Linked DNA regions of Oryctolagus cuniculus: region 1 is linked to region 2. Evidence: chromatin contacts called from public Hi-C data. All regions are on one chromosome and are shown on one strand. Each heading gives the region's core, a stretch centred on a gene start, on an enhancer-like site or on the middle of the called end of the contact. The rest is flanking DNA. Distances are from core to core; before and after follow the strand shown.

The links. Hi-C and Micro-C count contacts between places; a contact is called where the count stands out from the background.
Region 1: a Hi-C map of an unstated tissue shows a contact between it and region 2, with 2.8 times the contacts expected there. The contact joins the promoter of STAT1 here to the promoter of NABP1 in region 2. A contact is called at or near these places in 2 of 6 Hi-C or Micro-C datasets (ear pinna and an unstated tissue).

The regions. Positions count from the first base shown.
Region 1 is chr3:49,292,787-49,297,246 of mOryCun1.1, forward strand. It overlaps STAT1 (signal transducer and activator of transcription 1), which reads left to right and starts at 2,138. Exons shown (of 25, transcript XM_002712346.5): 1 at 2,138-2,420; 2 at 2,678-2,964.
Region 2 is chr3:48,585,941-48,590,349 of mOryCun1.1, forward strand. It overlaps NABP1 (nucleic acid binding protein 1), which reads right to left and starts at 1,656. Exons shown (of 6, transcript XM_070070458.1): 1 at 1,526-1,656; 2 at 723-861.

The DNA of each region.
Region 1 (4,460 bases), core at 888-3,387, 710 kb after region 2:
GTTAATGTATTATCTACCCTTCCTAGAGTCAGCTCTTTTCAGAGAACAACAGACCACTGGCTGGCTGCTTGGCTCAGATGGGGAAGAGCAGAAAGAGCCCCTCTGGACGGCCTGGCCTCTCGGGGCATACAGAAGGTTAGCTTTACTGCTCCTTCAGTCCCAGGGTCACTGTTGTCAGCAGGTCAGCACTGGCTTTGTGAGGGTGTACGTGTGACAAGAAGATAAAGTAGACGGGGAAAGAGGAAAAGACTGTAGTGCACATACTCACATGTGCACATCCCTGGGAAATTATTCAGATTCCTCCGCTAGCCGGAGTTGCCTTATTGTTCAAGGCTTGATTCAAATTCAACTTACCATGGAACGAATCAACTGGTTTCATGGGTATATCTTCCAAGAAGATCTAGTCTGGCCTGCGCAATGCCTACCTACAGAAGTGACATTTAAGCTGGGATTTCAAGCCGGGACTTCAAAGATGAAGCAGCTGGTGAAGAAGCTGGGAAAGGAAGGGAAATGTTGGCTTTAGGGGCTTTCCAAAGACAGAACTGCTGGTGAGAAGGCCTGGAGTTTGGGGAAAGTTTGGCCAGTTTGAAGGACAAAACTGATGAGATAAGCAAAGGCAAAAGCAGCACAAGATGAGGTTAGAGAAAGTGATAGTGAAGGAGGGCTTCACCAGCTGTTTTAAGAAGTTTGAGTTGCTCTCTGCTGTGGCCTGGGAAAGCAACAGAAGATGGCCCAGGTCCTTGGGCCCCTGCACTCATGTGGGAGACTCGGAAGAAGCTCCTGGCTTCGGATCAGCACAGCTCCAGACATCTGGGGAGTGAACCAGTGGATGGAAGACCTCTCTCTCTGTCTCTACTTCTCTCTGTAACTCCATCTTTCAAATAAATAAAATACATCTTTTAAAAAAAATGTTTAAGTTGAGTGGGCACTGGGGTGTAATGGGCTAAGCCTCCACCTGCCTGGGCGCCAGTTGGTGTCCCAGCTGCTCCACTTCCAATCCAGCTCGCTGCTGTGGCCTGGGAAAGCAGTAGATGGCCCAAGAACTTGGGTCCCTGCATCCACGTGGGAGACCGGGAAGAAGCTCCTGGCTCCTGGCTTTGGATCCACCCAGCGCCAGCCAGTGTGACCATTTGGGGAGTGAACCAGCAGATGGAAGACCTTTTTCTTTGTCTCTCCCTCTCTCTGTAACTCTACCTCTCAAATAAATAAAATCTTTAAAAAAATAAGAAAGAAATTTGAGTTTTCTAAGACCAAAGAAGAGCCATTGTATGATTTCTCATGTTGGCAAATGACATGATCTGCCTCACCATCTTTAAAAAAAAAAAAAAAAAAAAAAAAACTCTCATACTGCTGTATAGAGAACAGATTGAAAGGGACTAAGAGTGGAAGCAGGCAGCCATTTGGGAATCTACTACAATAACCCAGCGGCAGGGTGCAGAAGGGTGGAGAAAAGCGACACTTGGGAAACGTTTAGGAGGAAGAATCAGCAAGGCTGAGGACCGAGTGCAGGGGCGAGGGAGAAGGCCATGTTGGAGGTGACTTCCTCAGCACGTGGCACCATTTCTAGAAAAAGCGGCTTGGAGAGAAAGAGGACTTTGTTCTGAGCAGAGTTTGCAGGGCTCCGCGGTGGAGCGCCTGGTGCGGGTGGAGCCCTCCAGCTGGAAGCAAACTGAATCCGTGGGTGGTGTGGGTGAGGTAAGGGTGGGCGAAGGAGCAGACCCAGATCTGGGCCCTGACCATGCCGAACCTTTAATGGACTGAGAGTGGGGGCGAAGCAATAGAGAAAGGATGCCAGCGTGGTAAGAAGCCGCATTGAGAAGCGGTGTCTTTGTGGCCAAGGGCGAGAGTCTGCGTCACCCGGCCCGACCGGTCAGGTTGCCAGGATGTGGCAACACAGCGGGGCAGCTGCTCGACTCAGCTTCTGGAGTGACAACGCCCCCGCCCAGCCCAGCCCTCAGCTTGGGCGCTCGGAGAGAGGGCGAAGGCAAGGCGCCCCAAAGTCGGGCCCCTAGGCGAACCCAGCTTCCACCAGATTATGTCAACACGGCCTCAGCCCCGCCGCCTCGCGGAAGCCAGCATCGCCTCGGGCCTCCCACGCGCCGGCCCCGCCCCCCAGCCCGCGGAAACCCTGGCCTGCGGCGGGAGGCGGCGCCGCGCGCGGAACAGCCGCGTGCGATTGGCGGAGCGCGGCAGTCGCCCGCTGATTGGCGCAGGCGGAAGGAGGCCGGCGGCCGGCGCGGCCTTTTCTCGCACAGGATACTTTCGTTTTCCAGGGCAGGGTCTGCAGAGCGCCCTGGCCGCAGGCGGAAGTGCTCTCGGCACACACCCCACTCCGAGCTCAGGCTAATAGGCAGGCCCGGCGCGGGGCCGCTTTTCGCCTTGCCTCCGCTCACCCGGGCCGGATCCTGCGCGTGGAGTGGGTGAGTGGGCGTGAGGTGCCGGGGAAGGGACACGCCGGGACTGGGACCCTCGGGGCAGTGCCGCGGGACAGCGGGGCGAGGATGGGCTGTTTGGCTCATCTGTGGGCGAGTCCCCAGTGTCCTCATGCGAGCAGAGCCACCTGTTGCCGGTGTTGACGCTGCCCGGCTCGGCACCCCCTGCCAGGCGTTGCGCGGGCAGTACAGGTGCGCCCGGAGATCCTGCACCTTCCTGGTCACCTTCGATTTCCTCCTTGCAGCTCCTTTCCACGCAGACACCGTCGTCGACTCTGTGCAGGAAGTTGGGCTTCCCGCGAGCCGTGTGGCATCGACGCTGCCGGCGGAGGCAGGCGAGACCGCACAGTCTTGGCACCTCGCGGGTGTGTGTCGCTGCGGCTTTGACTGAGTCTTCGCCCCCTGGCTGGAACACGGAGTGACAGGTCGGTTCGCAGCAACGCGGCTCTGGACTCTCTGTATGAGTGTTGCAGCCTGGAGGAGCTTAGTATCTTCCCCGTATTAAAGCGGTACTTAGACCCCGCAAATCTCGGTGGGTATGTAGATGTTTCATTGCCAGTGCTGTAGACATGCTTGTGTAGATTAGAGAGGGAATTGATTTTCATGGGGCACAAATAAGCCTCCAGAGCATCCTAGTGTGCAGCGAACCGCTATTTAAAGAGCATGCTGGATGCAAACTTGTGGGATCAGGAAAAAGTTTGCCTTTACCTTTCTAATGCCATCCGCAATATACAGGATCGCAATTCAGCAGACTGTTAATTGAGCGCATCCTATATGGGGGTCCCTGTCCGAGGTCCACAGGATGTTAAAAGAGAAATGGCCCCGCACCCCTTCGCAGAGCCCTGGAGCTTACCTCCCGCGGGGTCTGGCAGTATGAGAGCTCATGGTCTCCTAGAGCTCTCCTGGAACTGCGGAAGGCACCGTGGCCGAGGTCAAGGAGGCTCACTTGTTGCTGGGAGAGCCTCAATATTTGGACCCAGCCTGAGTCCTGGTACAATGGAGAGAGAGAAATTTGTGGGAAGGCTCCTTGCGAGCAGGAGTTGCAGTGGACTGAGCAGGAAATAATTTGCATTGCTTTGTTGAATGGATGGATTGGGCTGGGGTGGAAGTCAGCCTAGGAATGGCCAAATGTAGTGGATTTTGGCGGGATTTTAATATTGATTTCTATGGGATACCAGCGCTGTGGCACAGCGGGTTAATGCTGTGGCGCAGCAGGGTAAAGCCCTGGCCTGAAGCGCTGGCATCCCATATGGGCGCTGGTTCGAGACTCAGCTGCTCCACTTCTGATCAAGCTCTCTGCTATGGCCTGGGAAAGCAGTAAAAGATGGCCCAAGTCCTTGGGCCCCTGCACCCTTGTGGGAGACCCAGAGGAAGCTCCTGGCTTCGGGTCGGTGCAGCTCCGGCCGTCGCGGCCAACTGGAGAGTGAACCAGAGGATGGAAAACCTCTCTCTCTCTCTGCCTCTGCCTCTGCCTCTCTCTGTGTAACTCTTTCAAATATATAAATAAATCTTTTTTTTTTAAAGATTGATTTCTATATTTGAAAGGCAGAGTTACAGAGGGAGAGAGACAGAGACATCTTCCATCACTGATTCATTCCCTAATGGTTGAAATGGCCCTGGCCAAAGCTGGAGCCTAGACCTCCATCTGGGTCTCTTGTGTGGGTGGCAGACACCTGGGCCTCCTCTGCTGCTTTCCCAGGTGCATTAGGGAGCTGGATAGGAAGTGGAACAGCCGGGGCTCAAACCAGAATCCTTATGGGATGCCAGTGTCGCAGGCAGCAGCTCAACCCACTGCATCCCAGATCTATCATTTTTGCACAGGAGACAGAAGTGGTCCAAATCCATGTGCAGCCTCTGGCCTCAGAATCAGCCCTTAAGGCATGCGGATCCGGCTGAAAAGCCCATGAGAGTATTTCAGGCATGGAAAGCCAAGACACTCTGGCAAAAAAAACAAAAACAAACAAACAAAAAACACAAAACCTAAATGAAAGATCTCTGTGAGTCAGATCCCAGTGGAAAGTACAGGTC
Region 2 (4,409 bases), core at 406-2,905:
CTCAACACCTTCAAATTCTACCTTCTAGTTCTAGTTCCTCTCTTGGCCTTTTATCTTCCTAAGATACAGATCTGGTGAATTTCTGAAAGCAATCTTTTTAAAAAAAGGGGGGGGGGGGTGACTCAGTTGTTAAAGCCACCGATCTGCAGGCTGAGACTTCTGGAAGAAGGTATCACAGATGTCTTCCTGCCAAACACCTTCCTGGTGACATTCTGGTTTCTGTACAACCCTGCCCTTACATTGTAAGACACAAGAAATGGTTTTTGACACTGAGCCTCCAAGACATTGCAAAATTCCCATCTTATGTTGTTCCAAGTACAAATGTGACACACAGAAAACGGTAAATCCCACAGGTACATTTTTTACTTGTGTCCACATTGTCTCAATAAGAAAGTGAAACATGGGCAGGAAAAATGGAGGGGCGGGGACAACTGTACCGGCTTAAATAACTTACAAAAAAGCGAAAGCACAGGCTCTAACAGTCTACTAAAAAAGACTCAATGACTCCCAGGAGAGTTTTTAAAATACAACCATCCCATAAACTCGGGGGTGCAGTGGGTGGCCGCTGTGGCCTGCAACTGCCAAGGTGTGCTACAGCCCACACAGTCCACGTTAACTCCCAAGGGGCTCCCAACTCCTCAGCACTGCTGAGACCCAGGAGCTGGCCGACCCCGACAGCGCTCCCTGCTCCTCGTGCCCAGCCCACTTGGAAGCACACCTACCCTCTGGTCAACCGAATTATATCCCCTGGCTGTATGAGACCTCCGATCTCATCCCACACGGAAATAGTGATGCTGCCCGTTTTATCTGCTACTTTGCACGATCTCACTTCATGGCCGTCTTTGGTTTTGGTCACGCGTCCTGTGAGGATTTAAAAATCGAAAAGGGGGAAGGAGTGTGTTAGCGAACGAGGTCGTCCAGAAGGGGCTCTCTCACTCCTCCTACACTGGACGCCGGGTTCTGGCCGCAGGTAGGACCCGAGCCCGGGAGGAGGCCACCGGGGCCACGTGGGTGGGGGAGGGGAGGAGAGGGCGCCGCGGGGGAGGGGAGTCCGGCGCTCCCGGCCCCGGGGCGCCCCGAGGGCGGTGGACCCCACTTACCTATCTCCAGCACAATAAAGACGACATTTAAGTTTTTCAGTCCGGGCTTAATATCTTTTATAAAAAGAGGCGGGTCGTTGACCCCATTCATATTGAGGCAGGTGCGGCTACGGCTGCGGAGACACCCGCAGGCAGGGCGGGGACGCGGCTTCCCACCCTCCCGGGACAGGGGCGACCTTGGGCGGGGGTGGCGAGAAGGGGCAGAAAGCGGTTATTCAGGGACCGGGGGACCAGCCCGCACGGCACTCAGCCTAAAAAAAAAAAGAAAACGAAAGAAAAAAAGCGCTCACAAGTTCAAAAGAAAAAAAAAAAAAAAAAGACGAACCACTCCGCCCACCAACCCCACTCCCAACCCCGCGACAGGAAGGCGAGCGTGCGAACTGCCCCTATCTTTGGATAAAAGAAAAAAAGGCAGCGAGGGACACCTCTGCCCTGAGTCCCACTCCCACACGGGCGCGCGCCCAGTCTGTCCCCGGGCTCCGGGAAGGGACGGACTGTGACAGCAACACCGGAGCGCAGGACAGAGACACTGCGCAGCCAGCGTCCCACACAGCAACTGCGGAACTCGCCCGCGCGCCGGCTGCTCCCCCCGGGCCGCCCCGCCCCTTATGACGTCAAACAGCGCCGGCACGCCCGCCGCCACGCCCGCCCGGCGCGGGGGAGGGGAAACTAAGGGGCGAGAACAGGCCCCTGACGCCGACGCGGCTTCCGTCGCTCCTCCCCCAGGGGCCGTCAGCGCGGGCCCCGCCCCCTCGGCCCTCCAATCCGCTCTCGGCCCCGCCCCGCCCGCTCTCCTCCCGCCCCCGCCGTCGCGGCGTAGCGTCAGGTCTGCCCTGTCTCGGTTTCCCTGGGTGGCGTTCTGCTGCGGGCTCGCGAAGTTCAGGGACTGCCTGCTTTGTAATTCCGCCGGCGGTGTTCGGGCCCTCGCCCCTGACCTTTAGTCCCGCGGTCACAGGGAAGGGTTGGGTTTAGGGAGCGGTGGCTACGAAGGCTGTGCAGCCGAGTTGTGGCAAAGGGTGGCTGGTCCCGGACGAACGGGAAACGGGCTCGAATGGTGAGGAGGGGTCTGTGGTTACAAGGCTGCGATTTTAAAACCAGAGGGAGCTAGGAAATCAGTCCAGCCGTCTGGTGCTAAGCATGTTTTAGTTGCGATCCGGAAGGGTGAGGTACTTTGCCGAGGGTCACCCAGCAACTTGAGAGCAGGCCGACTGCAACGCAAACCGACCCAGTCCCCTGCCTGTCACTCAAACGCTGGAGGTTACAATCCTTAGAGTGACGTTTCCTGTACCCCTTGCTCTCTCAGATGACACTCCCGCACTCTGCTCTTTGGAAACCCTGAAACATACCCTGGGGTGGGAGTAAAAAGAAAGTGAATGAGGCTTGCTTTGTGCCACGTACACATGTGCTTTAGGGACAATTCCGGGTTCAAACTAGTCAGTGGTTATGTGACCTTTAGGAGAAATGGTGAGGCTTCCTAGCCATGATTTCATCATCCGAAAAATGAGATGAGGAACATTGCTTTACAGAGGATCAAGTGGGATCTTAAACTGTCCGACTAGTGTCCAGCAAATAGTAGATGCTCAATATTTTTCCCTCGCCAATTTTTTGTTATTGAAAAAAAAAAAGACATTAGTACAGTAACAGCTTAAACTGTGATGGTTTAATCTTGTAACTACTTTACGTGGTGACTGCTCATTTTAATCCTCATTTACAGCTGCTGTAACTTGACCGCAGAGCTAGAGAATGGCCAAACTGGGCATTTAATCCAAGCAGTCTTCATCCAGGAGCTCTCCATCCTGCAGGTAATTTTTAGACTTACATAGTGGCAGCAGCAGGATGCATTGTAGGACTTCTAAAGAATCTACTTAACTATTTGTGATGGTAAGGAAACTGTTAGGGAAGCCTCAAGAAGCCTTAAGCCCCTCCCTCTTCTGAATATTTTTAAGTCAACTTCTACTCCCCAAACATCTACAAACAGGCACTACAGGCTAGCCCTACCAAAAGGGCTTCAAAAATATTCACATTACCATGAGTTGAGACATTTCTTAAGGAAGCAGAAACTTCCATTTCATAAACAAGTAAGTCCCAGCGTGCCAAAGCCACTGACGTAATACTGGAAAGTGGTGTAAAATAACATTATTATCTTGAATTCAACATCAAATAAAATAAATGATGCAACTGACAGAATCAGAACCAGCATCCAGCCTCAGGGGTTGTCTGATTGGACTCGACGCTTCAATTCGATTATCCTCAAGCTGTATCTTAATTTTAGTTATTCTTTTTCAAAATTATGTCTTTTAGCCCACAGAAAACATTCTCATTGAAGGGAAATTTAAGTAAGTCCCCCTTTTTAAGGTTTGATAAGATCTTAAAGAGATTAAGAATAGACAGGATACCAATTAAGACTGTGGAACAGAGTAGTAACAAAGAGGCTGGGAAAACAAAGTTAGCCACTCCCTGAACTGATTACAGGGGCATTTTATAAAGAGGAACTAGGAGCTTAGGAAACCAAGCCCCAGGAAAGCAGAAGTTGGCCTTCTCTTCCTCCCTCCCCACAGGACGAACTCAGCTGATCATCTGCTTCCCCCCTAATTTAGCAGTTATCAGGAAATGGCAGCTGGGTGCTTTCTCATCACCCCAACTGAAGACAGCCTTGAAAAGCAAGATGCTTTGGGCAGGACGGGAACTCTTCAGCCCAAGCTAGTTGGTTTCAGCTAACCCCAAAACATTCTCCAAAGGTAGCAGTTAAAAAAAGAAAAAGAGATGTCAGGAACTATTGCTATGCAGATGGTCTTTCCTGATATGACCATTCAGTGAAATAAAGCAATCTGTCACTCAGCCTACTCAGTGAGGTCATTGTAATGATGTTGCTGATTCTCCATAATGAATTCACAAGACTACTTCACGTTCTTCCTTCTAAGGCTGTTAATCTTCGGGTCTTTTCACAGCCAAAACATAAGCCTGTTTGGAAACGATAGACTCTTCTACTTTATGCCCAGGTGTTGCCTAGGGCTTTGGGTACATCAGTTAATTCTCCACTTGAAACACCCACATGGCCTATCAGAGTGCCTGGTTCGACTCCTGGTTCCACTCTCTATTCCAGCTTCCTGCTAGTGAGCACCAGTAGGTGGTGGCTCAAGTTTTTGGGTTCCTGCCATCTACACTGGAGTTCTGGTTTGATTTCCAAGTGCTATGTTCTTGTCTTTGACCTGGCTGAGCTCTGGCTCTTACAGGTATTTGAGGAGTGACCCAAGAAATGGCTCATTCTCTCTCTCTCCATCTCCCGTTTCCTCTTGCTCTCTCCCTTTA